Linked DNA regions of Zea mays: region 1 is linked to region 2. A link is a contact called in public Hi-C data. All regions are on one chromosome and are shown on one strand. The core of a region is the stretch at or near the end of the contact, and the rest is flanking DNA. Distances in the headings are between cores, read along the strand shown.

The links. Hi-C and Micro-C count contacts between places; a contact is called where the count stands out from the background.
Region 1: a Hi-C map of leaf shows a contact between it and region 2, with 6 times the contacts expected there. The contact joins the promoter of LOC103640656 here to the enhancer-like site in region 2. A contact is called at or near these places in 3 of 25 Hi-C or Micro-C datasets (ear and leaf).

The regions. Positions count from the first base shown.
Region 1 is chr10:1,244,241-1,250,148 of Zm-B73-REFERENCE-NAM-5.0, reverse strand. It overlaps LOC103640656 (serine/threonine-protein kinase BLUS1), which reads left to right and starts at 3,375. Exons shown (of 1, transcript XM_008664139.2): 1 at 3,375-5,371. The coding sequence starts at 3,406. The coding sequence ends at 5,196. LOC100284153 (holiday junction resolvase, S1x1p, URI domain nuclease) reads right to left here and starts at 1,980. Exons shown (of 3, transcript NR_182038.1): 1 at 1,084-1,980; 2 at 530-591; 3 at 1-289.
Region 2 is chr10:1,080,856-1,086,962 of Zm-B73-REFERENCE-NAM-5.0, reverse strand. It overlaps LOC100281538 (AMP-binding protein), which reads right to left. Exons shown (of 23, transcript NM_001154456.2): 17 at 5,770-5,893; 18 at 5,595-5,681; 19 at 5,328-5,431; 20 at 5,162-5,247; 21 at 4,553-4,639; 22 at 4,367-4,453; 23 at 3,788-4,269. The coding sequence ends at 4,174. Among protein-coding and RNA genes, the nearest start is that of LOC100281538, 21 kb to the right of the region's middle. Within about 2 kb of position 4,337, at least 2 of the 20 cell types and tissues checked have an H3K27ac peak or open chromatin away from gene starts, as enhancers often do. A contact at or near this core is called in leaf, where this site is marked.

The sequences.
Region 1 (5,908 bases), core at 2,126-4,625, 160 kb before region 2:
TTGTTCAGCAGAAGATTATAAGTTATCTTTGCTACGAGCTGCTAGAAGACAGGAGGATTCTTAAGTGGTTATGTTTCTCCAAGTTAGATGCCTGCCACCTGCATAGTGCAAGTGATTAAATGGTCTCAACTTGACTGCCATTTGATTTTTAGGTGGCTACAATCCATGAATGTTTCCACTCTGCTCAAAGCTGCTTCTCGATGTTGCAACACTGACTTCATGCTAAGCTCAGTTCTTTTCCGTGCAATTTTTCGGGAGACGATCTTCCATTTCGATTCAAACTCACAGGCTGCAAAAGGATGATAAGATAAATAAGACATCTTTTGCACTAGTCCAAACTCAAGTAGCAAATGACCATTTCCTTTCTGATGCAGAAATTGCAGATGCTAGTAAGTACAATAAGCTGAACATTACATTAAGAAACTTTCATGAACTGAAACACTCCAAGTTTTGTGGATGGTATTAATACTTTTATGTATGAAAATGAAGGAAGCAAAAATTGAATGCTTAGTACATGAGGATTAACTACCTCGAAAAAGATAGATGAACTAGTTGGTTATACGCCAGGACACATGACAGGCAGTCAAGTTGCTGCGGGGTTAGTATGGTAACTTGGTAAGGTAAACATAGCACAATTAACTGAAAACCCGAACGAACATAAAGAATAGTCCCAGCATCCAATTACAAGTAAATTTAGCAATCCCAGGCTAAATAGCTAAGAAAGTTGTACGCACAACCTAAAGAGTGACAAGCAGACTGTTCTAATCTATACTACTCTATTAAGAATCTAATGTAGGCATCTGGTGCTACCACGGCTTCACCCTCCCCACGCCCAGCGCCCACAAAAAACAGTGCAAAAACGAGCACTCGAACCCACACCTCTCTGTTCTAGAAATTTGGGACTAACCACCGGACCACACGTATCTTGGTGTTTAGAAATAAACAAAAATATATTTGTAGCCTAGGCGTCGCTCCCCACGGTCTCCCACCTCGTGACAACACACGGACACATACCTAGTCTATTAATTGAAGAACCATCAAAGTGTGAAGCTGTAAGCCAGAAAACAGATAGTTACTACTAACCTTCACTTCTGTTGGCAAATCCTTCAACAAGGCATGCGAGATTCCAAGGCCTGCCGGCAGAGGAAGCTTTTGCACCACCTTTTAACTCACCATTATGTTGCCGCAGCCTATATAAATATATAAAAAAGGCTCCTTTCACTAATACACAAATACAACATCTATGTGCATGACTAGTACTACAGGTCTTTATTCATTTTAACAGTATGCTTGCTTAAGCTGCTAGCTGTTATTAACATATACCTATTGAAAAACTGTGAATTAAATTTGCATTTTCAAGCATGTGTATCCTGCAAACCAGAGCAAGGCGACTCAGAGTATGAATACAAAACAAGAAGTACTAAATTGAAGCAAAGCAATCAAATTTCAGCCCTAACGAGATAGAGCCACACTGTCCTGCAACAAGCACAACCGGATGGGGTCAATTTCTTGTGGTTCTGCAACTCCAACCGTAGTCTTCTCCAAATGCTAACACCACACGAACTTAGCTTGCTGCAACCATATGACGACTATCCGAGACAAGCAAGTGGGGAAAGGAACGGGGGAGGCAGGTAGAGCAGGGCGAGGAATCACCGGCGAGGGAAATCGGTGGTGACGCCGACGTACGTGCGGCGGATCCGGGATGAGGCTATAAGGTACACGCACCACGGCGGCGGCGCCTTAGTACTCTTCGCGGCCCCCGGCGGCGGATCCCCGGACGCCGAGGCCGAGGAGGAGGCGGCAGGCTCACCGCACTTTGGAGGAAGAGCGCGCGGGATTTTGGTGGCACGGAAGGCCGCCGTGAGGCTCATCTCTCACCTGGCCGGCGGGGCGGAATCGTTCGTGGCATTCACATCCATCCATTCCATGCCCATGCATGGACGAAATTTACGAATTGAATGGGAGGAAATCGGTGACGTCATCGGATGAACGGGCCTTGAGCCCTTGATGGATAAATGATCGTGGGCCTCAATGGACAAATGGTGGTGTGTGTTGACTGTCTTCGGTAGAGTTTCAATAGAGTGCGTAAAATATAGGATGCAAAATTATAGATTTAAATTATCAAAATCATTTGAATTACATCTCTATTTTTGTTTCAAGGGTCAATTAAAAATCATGTAAATATTTGATGACGTTTTTAAACAAGAGGAAATATCCTTAAGCTTCTAGAATTTTTGAAAAAAAAAACACATATATATTAAGACATAAAGAATCCAAATAAATACTTAAACCACGTGAAAATACCTTTAGAAGCTTTCAAAATTTTAATTTAGCTCTAGACAAATTTTTAAAAGATAGAAAAAATCTACAAATTTCATAAAACACTCTAGTTGATGTTAAATAGCGTTTTGATTTTTCTTCACAACAAAAAATGTAATACACTCTAGTTGATCTTTTGCTGGGGCTTAATTAATGTGATCTTCAAACTTTGCTTGTTCATGGTGTCTTCACACGATCAGACCTGAGACAGGAACATCTACCCAAAAGCAGTCTTGTACTGAATAGCTTCACGAGCAACCCAGCTCCTTCGGCCGTGACAACAACACAATACCACCCAAAGCTGTGGCCACCCATCTTCTTTTCTTTCTCTTTTTATCTTTCCCCATGTCTTCACATGCACCTTAATTAATTATTCGACTCCAAGACCCGTTAATTACATCACCAGTGCAATGTAATTTTCACTCCAACCATATAATATGCACGCATCTCCATTTTTTGACCATACATATATACCCCTTGTCTAAAAAAGAGTACATGCATGTCTCTTTTCTTGAGGAGTTAGTAGATATTAAGTTTTTATAAAACCGGTTTTGGACGCCACGTCGATGTTCGATTTGAGCAAATACGATTTTAGACGGTTTTCAATGGGCTGGCAAGTTCTAGCACCTGTTTTCCTAATTTTAAGAGTCCGGGGACTATAATGCCAAGTTTCAGGTCCGTTGATACATTTTACTCGTTTTGGATGGGTGGTCATGTTCGAACACCCGTTTTACCGGTTTTGAGAATTTGAGAACTCAAGTGGCACAACATTGCTAACTTCAACTCGTTGATGCATTTTACTTTTAGGTTTTTTTTTAAAAAAAATAGTATCATTATTTGCAATTCTGAATAGGTTTATATGTTATAAAAAATATATTTCATTTGTATATGTTTGTTTTTTATGAGGCAATCAATCACAAGTTTAACTATATTTATAAAAAAATATAGTATCGTCATTTGTATTTTTGAACACATTTGCTATAAAAAAATATATTGTGTGTGACGGACGGGTATGTCATGATGTGTGTATATATATTAGTGTCTCTCACTTTGTGACGTGCCACTACACAATATACTGATCGATAAATGCTACGTGCAGCTGGCCTCTTTGCTCCAGCCGCCACGGCCGCGCCGTCAGCTATGGCGGCGGCCAACAATGCTGCTAGCGGTGGCGGCGACGAAGCGAGGTACCCGCTGAACGCAGAGTCCTACCGCCTGCTGTGCAAGATCGGGAGCGGCGTGAGCGCGGTGGTGTACAAGGCCGTGTGCCTGCCTCTGGGCTCGTCGGCGGTGGTGGCCATCAAGGCGATCGACCTGGAGCGGTCGCGCGCCGATCTGGACGGCGTGCAGCGGGAGGCCAAGGCCATGGCGCTGCTGTCCCACGGCAACGTGCTCCGAGCGCACTGCTCCTTCACCGTGGGGAGCCACCTGTGGGTGGTGATGCCCTTCATGGGCGCCGGCTCGCTGCACTCCATCCTGCGCCACGGGTTCCCCGGCGGCCTGCCGGAGCCGTGCGTGGCCGTCGTGCTCGGGGAGACGCTCCGCGCGCTGTGCTACCTCCACGGACAGGGGCGCATCCACCGCGACATCAAGGCCGGAAACATCCTGGTGGACTCGGACGGCGCCGTCAAGCTGGCCGACTTCGGCGTCTCGGCGTCCATCTACGAGACCATCCGGCAACACGCGTCTGCGTCGGCCTCGACGGCGGCGGCAGTGGGGACCGGCTCGTCGGCGTCGTGCTGCTTCAACGACGTGGCGGGGACGCCGTACTGGATGGCGCCCGAGGTGATCCACTCCCACGTCGGCTACGGCATCAAGGCCGACATCTGGTCGTTCGGCATCACGGCGCTGGAGCTCGCGCACGGCCGCCCGCCGCTCTCGCACCTGCCGCCGTCCAAGTCGATGCTGATGAGAATCACCAGCCGCGTCCGCTTCGAGGAGAGCGTCGGCACGGGCAACCGCAGGGACAAGAACAACAAGTTCTCCAGGGCGTTCAAGGACATGGTGTCCGCCTGCCTCTGCCAGGAGCCGGCAAAGCGGCCGTCGGCGGAGAAGCTCCTCCGCCACCCCTTCTTCAAGGCTTGCTCCCGTCGCTCCAGGGACTTTCTCGTCCGCAACGTCCTCGCCGCCGTCCCAAGCATCGAGGAGCGGTGTCGCAAGGACGACGAAGCGGGTAATGATCTCTGCGGGTGTGTCGGCGGCGGCGCACGCTGCGTGTCGCCGTGCCCCCGTCACGCCGACAACGTCGTCGTCGCCAAGAACCGACGGATCAGCGGCTGGAACTTCAATGAGGACAACCTAGAGTTTGATCCGACGACCGAGGAGCGGCCGGTGGAGGCGGAGAAGAGGTGCCTTCCATTCGATTTTGATGAAGGGGATGACCAGGTGGAGCTACACGACAGCAACTCCGCTGGAGACGGAGATGGAGATAGAGGACGGCCGCCGGCGCAGCCGCAGCATGGAGATGGCGACGATCACGTTCACGGGAAGGCGGCGGAGGCGGTAGGGCTTAAGCAGCAGCAGCAAGTGGTGACTCAGCAGCTGATGACCGTCCTGCAGAGCCTGGAGATGCAAAGGGACATGGTGACGCACGTGTTGCAACGCACCGCCGGCCGCTTGGATGACGGCGGCGGCAATGGTGATGTGAGCGTGACCGCTCCAAGGGAGGAGAGGGAAGAGATGCTGCTGGGGTACGTCCGGCAGCTGGAGCATAGGGTGGAAGACCTGAGGAAGGAGGTCGAGGAGGAGATGGCTTGGAACGCCCGGTTGGAGAAGATGCTGCAAGAGAGAGTTATCATTAGCGACGATGACAAGAAGATGAACTCATCTAAGACGTCGTCATCAGCTGAGCTGAGAGCAGTTGATGAAAACATATGAAGGTGTCGGGCCTCTCCATCTCCAAGCGAAGACATATGAAGAAGCTAGCATTGCTCCATCAAAGTATATATAAAATTGAGAACTTGTTGAGATATGGAAAAGACATAAGAACTTCCCTTATATGCATGCTGTTATCATTAATTAGTTTATATTTTAGACTTTACACATGTGCAAATGAAGGTGGGTGTTGGAGCTTGCTCTCCTGGGCAAGTAGATCCAACGGGAGAGTGATGAGAGTGAACGCAAGGTTTAACGATGAAAGGTAATAGCTCTGTTAATCTGGCCTCTCAAGGGCACTGTACGAGGGTATTTATAGGTACCCGAGCGTCGAACGTCCCAAGACAAGGACGGTTATGTCCTCGGGTACCCGGATTATCCCAGAATATTCCCATAAAGAAGGGTTACAGACCGTCATTACAGAAAGCTATTACAAATGAGGCCCGTAACTTGTCTATCCACGCGGGGCCCGTTACAGTGGGCCGAATTCCACGTGGGCCTCCGGGCGAGATGAGGGACGCGGGACCGGCGGATTTCGTCGGGGTCTGGCCTTCGTCCTGCGATGGATGGAACGAAGGGCCCGTTACAGTGGCGTCGCGACGAAGGCTTCGCGCGAAGGGTAGCGTCTTCGCCTTTGCTCCAACAGTGGGCCCGGCATCTTCTATATTTAAATACACGATGACATGTAAGAGTACTGTTTACGGGAAGCAAAAGA
Region 2 (6,107 bases), core at 3,088-5,587:
CGGGGCTTGTAATCTTTCCCTCTCCTTTGTTTGAGGATTTGGCGGAAGCTTTTGATGACGAGCGCCATTTCCTCATTGTCGAGATTGGAGGCATCGATTGGTTGTCTACTTGGTGTAGATTCCTCCTCCTTCTCCTCCGTTGCTTTGAATGCAACCGGTTGAGCTTCGGACGTGGAGGGACCGTCAAGCTCGTTGATCTTCCGTGAGCCCTTGATCATAAATTCAAAGCTCACAAAATTCCCGATTACTTTGTCGGGAGTCATTAGTGTATATCTTGGATTGCCACGAATTAATTGTACTTGAGTAGGGTTAAGGAAAATAAGCGATCTTAAAATAACCTTAACCACCTCGTGGTCATCCCACTTTTTGCTCCCGAGGTTGTGCACTTGATTCACCAAGGTCTTGAGCCAGTTGTACATATCTTGTGGCTCCTCCCCTTGGCGAAGACGGAAGCGACCGAGCTCCCCCTCGATCGTTTTCCGCTTGGTGATCTTGGTGAGTTCATCACCCTCGTGCGCCGTTTTGAGCACGTCCCAAACTTCCTTGGCGCTTTTTAGTCCTTGCACCTTGTTGTACTCCTCCCTACTTAGAGAGGCGAGGAGTATGGTTGTGGCTTGGGAGTTGAAGTGCTCGATTTGGGCCACCTCGTCCTCATCATAATCCTCATCTCCTACGGATGGTACCTGTGCTCCAAACTCAACAACATTCCATATACTTTTGTGGAGTGAGGTTAGATGAAATTTCATTAAATCACTCCACCTAGCATAATCTTCACCGTCAAAGGTTGGCGGTTTGCCTAATGGAACGGAAAGTAATGGAGTATGTCTAGAAGTACGAGGATAATGTAAGGGGATCTTACTAAACTTCTTGCGCTCATGGCGCTTAGAAGTTATGGAGGGTGCGTCGGAGCCGGAGGTAGAAGGTGATGAAGTGTCGGTCTCGTAGTAGACCACCTTCCTCATCTTCTTTATTTTGTCGCCACTCCGATGCAACTTGTGAGAAGAAGTCTTCTTCTCCTTCTTCTTCTCCTTGTTGTGGGACTCTCCCGATGAAGCTTTCCCGTGGCTTGTAGCGGGCTTGTCGCCGGTATCCATCTCCTTCTTGGCGAGTTCTCCCGACATCACTTCGAGCGGTTAGGCACTAATGAAGCACCAGGCTTTGATACCAATTGAAAGATTGAAAGTCGCCTAGAGGGGGGGTGAATAGGGCGAAACTGAAATTTACAAAGTTAATCACAACTACAAGCCGGGTTAGCATTAGAAATATAAATGAGTCCACGAGAGAGGGTGCAAAACAAATCGCAAGCAAATATAGAGTGTGACACGCGGATTTGTTTTACCAAGGTTCGGTTCTCGCAAACCTACTCCCCGTTGAGGTGGTCACAAAGACCGGGTCTCTTTCAACCCTTTCCCTCTCTCAAACGGTCCCTCGGACCGAGTGAGCTTTTTCTTCTCAATCACTTGGAACACAAAGTTCCCACAAGGACCACCACAAGATTGGCGTCTCTTGCCTCAATTACAAGTGAGTTTGATCGCAATGAAGAATCAAAGAAAGAAGAAAGCAATCCAAGCGCAAGAGCTCGAAAGAACACAAGCAAATCTCTCTCACTAATCACTAGGGCGTTGTGTGGAATTGGGAGAGGATTTGATCACTTGGGTGTGTTTTGTATTGAATGCCTAGCTCTTGTAAGTAGTTGAAGTGTGAAAACTTGGATGACTTGAATGTGGGGTGGTTGGGGGTATTTATAGCCCCAACCACCAAACTAGCCGTTTGGTGGTGGCTGACTGTCGTATGGTGCACCGGACAGTCCGGTGCGCCAGCCACGTCACCAGGCCGTTGGGATTCGACCGTTGGAGCTTCTGACTTCTGGGCCCACCTGGCTGTCCGGTGTACACCGGACATGTACTATAGATTGTCCGGTGCACCGTCTCGCGCGTGCCTGACTTCTGCGCGCTTCTGGCGCGCATTAAATGCGCCTGCAGGTGACCGTTGGCGCGAAGTAACCGTTGCTCTGCTGGTTCACCGGACAGTCCGGTGTACACCGGACATGTCCGGTGAATTATAGCGGAGCAAATTCCCGAAGCTGGCGAGTTCCAGAGCCGCTCTTCCCTGGGGCACCTCTGGATTTTCCCGAAGGTGAAGAGTTCAGCGTGAAGTCCCCTGGTGCACCGGACACTGTCCGGTGGTGCACCGGACAGTCCAGTGCGCCAGACCAGAGGTGCCTTCGGTTATCCCTTGCTCTCTTTGTTGAACCCCATACTTGGTCTTTTTATTGGCTAAGTGTGAACCTTTGACACCTATATAACTTGTACACTAGAGCAAACTAGTTAGTCCAATTATTTGTGTTGGGCAATTCAACCACCAAAATTAATTAGGAAAATAGGTGTAATCCTAATTCCCTTTCACACAGTCACGTTCTGTTCCGTTCACTATGCAACCAAACAAAAAACAGAGCCGCTCCGTTCCAGATTACCAAACACAGAACAGAGCGGCTCCGTTTCTAGAATTGGGGATGGAACGACTCCGTTCTACTTGGCTCCTCAACCAAACACTACCTTAACGGCTTGTTTGTTTGTAAGAGGTTTAAAGGGGATCGAAGACTATTCGATTTTGAGGGCTGGTTTGATGGATAAAAAAGTAAAGAGAATCTATGGGGTGAAATCTTCTTAAAGTATAATTTGGATACTTTAGTATTGAGCTTAATCCATATGTATTAAAGTAGATTTGGTGTAATTTAAACTAATTTACATCTCAACACACGTGGCTTGGGTTAATACTAGAGTATTCAAACAAAGCCTAAAGCTAGTTTGGGAGCCATAAAACCGTAGGCGATTGGAGGTGATAGAATCTCTTTCTTATTTAAAATTAAATAAAAAGATGATTCTAGCCCCCTCCAATCCCTTTCGATTTTGTGGCTCTCAAACTAGCCTTTACTATTCAAATTCTACCCCATGAGGCTTTGTTTGTGTACTCAAGTATCGATCTCAATCCACATGTGTTGAGGTGGATTGGAGTAACTTAAACTAGTTTACATCACAATCCACCTCAATACATGTGGATTAAAATTAATACTAGAGTACCTAAACTAGACCTAAATGTTCTCTATTTCCTTACTACTCAAAGGGGATTTAGTCCCCTCCAATCTCACTGAGGCTATTACCAATGGTGGTTTCATGCACATTTAGTAGTGTGTCACGTCAGATTTTTTGGTGACATGGCATAACATTTAAAAAGATTGATTTTCATGGGATAAAACTATGTCAACTCGTTTTTAAGGTCTTAGAAACCGTGTAAAACCTTCGTTGAGAGTGATTTGTTTCATATTCATATAATTTACTAAATTTTGTTGCCCATTGAGTTGCGATATTTACTAAATAGAGACATGAAATATTGTATTGAGAGGTATTGTTTCTTTCATAATTTTATAGCACTTATAGCATAATCCATCACTATCCGAATAAGGCCTAACGAAACACGGTTCCTGGTGTGCTGGATCGAGATCAAACGGTGCAAATCAAAACAAGTTACGGACTGTAATATACATCTAACAAATTTGTCGTCTCACCATGGTAATAACAACGTAAAAATCGCACGTGCATTTTTTGTTTTGTGATCAAACTTGTGCTAACGAGAAACGGAGGCGTGTTTTCACTCTCCCTTTCTCTTTGTTTAGCTGATAAGTTTAGAAACTCAAATTCCCTTTGGAATTAAAGGGGACTAATTTCCGCGAAGATCAGTGACCGTCCAAGCAATTTGATTGCTTAGCAGTAGATTATATTGAGAGATTGCCATCGCGAATAATCCTTATTTAAATTCAAACAGAAAGGCGCTTCGTGTTCTTCACATTTCTCTAGGTCGTTCCGATCAACTAGATATGCAACAACACACCACGATTGTTAACTGTTCACTGTTACATTTGCAGAATATCTTTTTCCTCTCTACCTAGTATCAGGCTAACGTGGCTTGGCACGTTGGACAAGGGAAAACGGCATTCAGTTGAGAGGTTCATAACGAGGATTCATCTATATGATTTGCACCAAGCACTGCCTCCGTCTCGACTCTTCCTGACCATTGCAGGAACCATTATTTGCTGCGCCAGTAAAAAGATGATTACGTTTCTTCTAGACATATGATCTGTAAGCCTGTATATGTCGCTTCTCCTTGAATTGATCATTACAACTTCGACCTGGGTGCCTCTGCCTCCCGCAGCTCCGCGTACATATCTGAAATTTCCTTTGCAAAGTATGTCTTTGCTTGCTGCCTTTTGACCTGCACAAGTATTGAGAAGGGAGGGGGTGCAAAAGGCCATAGCCACTCAGCATTTCAGCTTGTAAATTTCCTCTAGAGTCGCCAGTGGGGGGCCTACCTTGAATGTTGGGGTGAGGAGACCATTGTCCACTGTGAATGGCTCAGCGACAAGCCGAACAGCTTTAGCAAATTCAAAACCTCTTAGCTGGGCACAGAAGACCAATATAAATCATCACAGCACAAGAGTTTCGCTTGGATTGAACATTTAGAATTTGCTACGTGGGTCAGAGCAGAAGAGAGAAACCTGTGCTTCCTTCCCAACAGAATCCATGTCGGCCAGGACTGCAGCTCTTGCTCTAGGGTCAGCACAAAGCTGCCTCAAGTCTTCGCACTACATGTTACAAAAGAACAGTTTAGAGCATAAAGAACCTGTGCAGATGTTGAAGAGTTGCTTGAAGGCCTATCTGTGCTGAATTTTACTGTGATGGACAGTGGACACCGAATCGAAGAGAGACAGACAGGTCGTAGTCGTAGGCATGGAACAATTAAGGAATGTGCAAGTGACAATAACATGCTAAAGCTAGATAATATTTTATATAGTGTGATCTATTGGGCTTGGGCAGCAAAATAGTTGTGGGAACCAATAAGATTCCACCTGATCTACACTTCCTTTGGACCCACAAGGCCACAGCTGAACACAGGATTCGGCATTAAACAGCCACATGCTAAGGAGGGCGTGGAAGAGACTGACACAGTTCCATTCGATATATGATTCAACCAAAGCATAACATGGAAAATGAATGCCAGTTTTCATAAATTGTAAGTTGGATCAGTGTCGGACTACTTACAGACTCTCTTTTTTGAAGGATGAAACAAATAGATGGCAAACGTTGCTATGGTTAAAATCTTTTACCTGGATCCCTTCAGATGCAGCCCAAGCCTTCATAACCTCTGGTTCAACTGCAACAATACCAACTAAGGAAGAGTTGAAACTGTCGCCTGCAACCGAAACAAGAGATTTAGAACATGCTTGGCCATAACTGATGGTCATATAGCCAACACAGAATCATAAATATTACCATATATAAAACATTGGGCAATGAACTTGCATTTGGCATAGACATTTTCAATCTTCTCTGGAGCTATGTATTCTCCTTGAGCTAACTTGAAAATGTTCTTTTTCCTAAAATCCAGGAGAAATTTAAGGCATTAATAATATAGGAAGAAAAACGGTGAGATCAAACAGCGCCTAGGGAAAATGTAAATCAACAATATAGCCAAGGAAAAGTGTTCTGCAAGAACACAAGTTCTGAATGGATAAAATATAAAACAGTGCACGTTTTTACCTATCGATGATCTTTAAACGTCCTCCAGGTAGCCACAGACCTATGTCTCCAGTGTGCAACCAACCATCTTCATCAATGACTTCTTTTCTGTAGTTTTTAAAATGTATTTATTGATAAGTTGCAGTTGAAGATCATTCAGTACAAAGCTATGTTTAAGTGACGGATAGAAATTTACGTTTGAACTTCATCCTTATAGTAACCCTGGAATATTATAGGTCCTCTAACACAAATTTCTCCACGAGGATAAGGTTGATCATCAGATGTATAATTCATTTCTGGGACATCCACAAGTTTCACCTCTGAAAATGGAAACACAAAGATCCACATTACGAAACTGTGACAATAATACAAAAGCACAAAGGCACACCCAATTATTTTGGATATGGATGTCATTTGATTAGTGTCATGGGAAAGAATATTGACATCTTTCTCAAGAAACAGGCAGCTTTTATTCTAGAAACATGACCCATTCAACATGGTGACTACAGGACCTTGCTAAATGGATGACTTCAA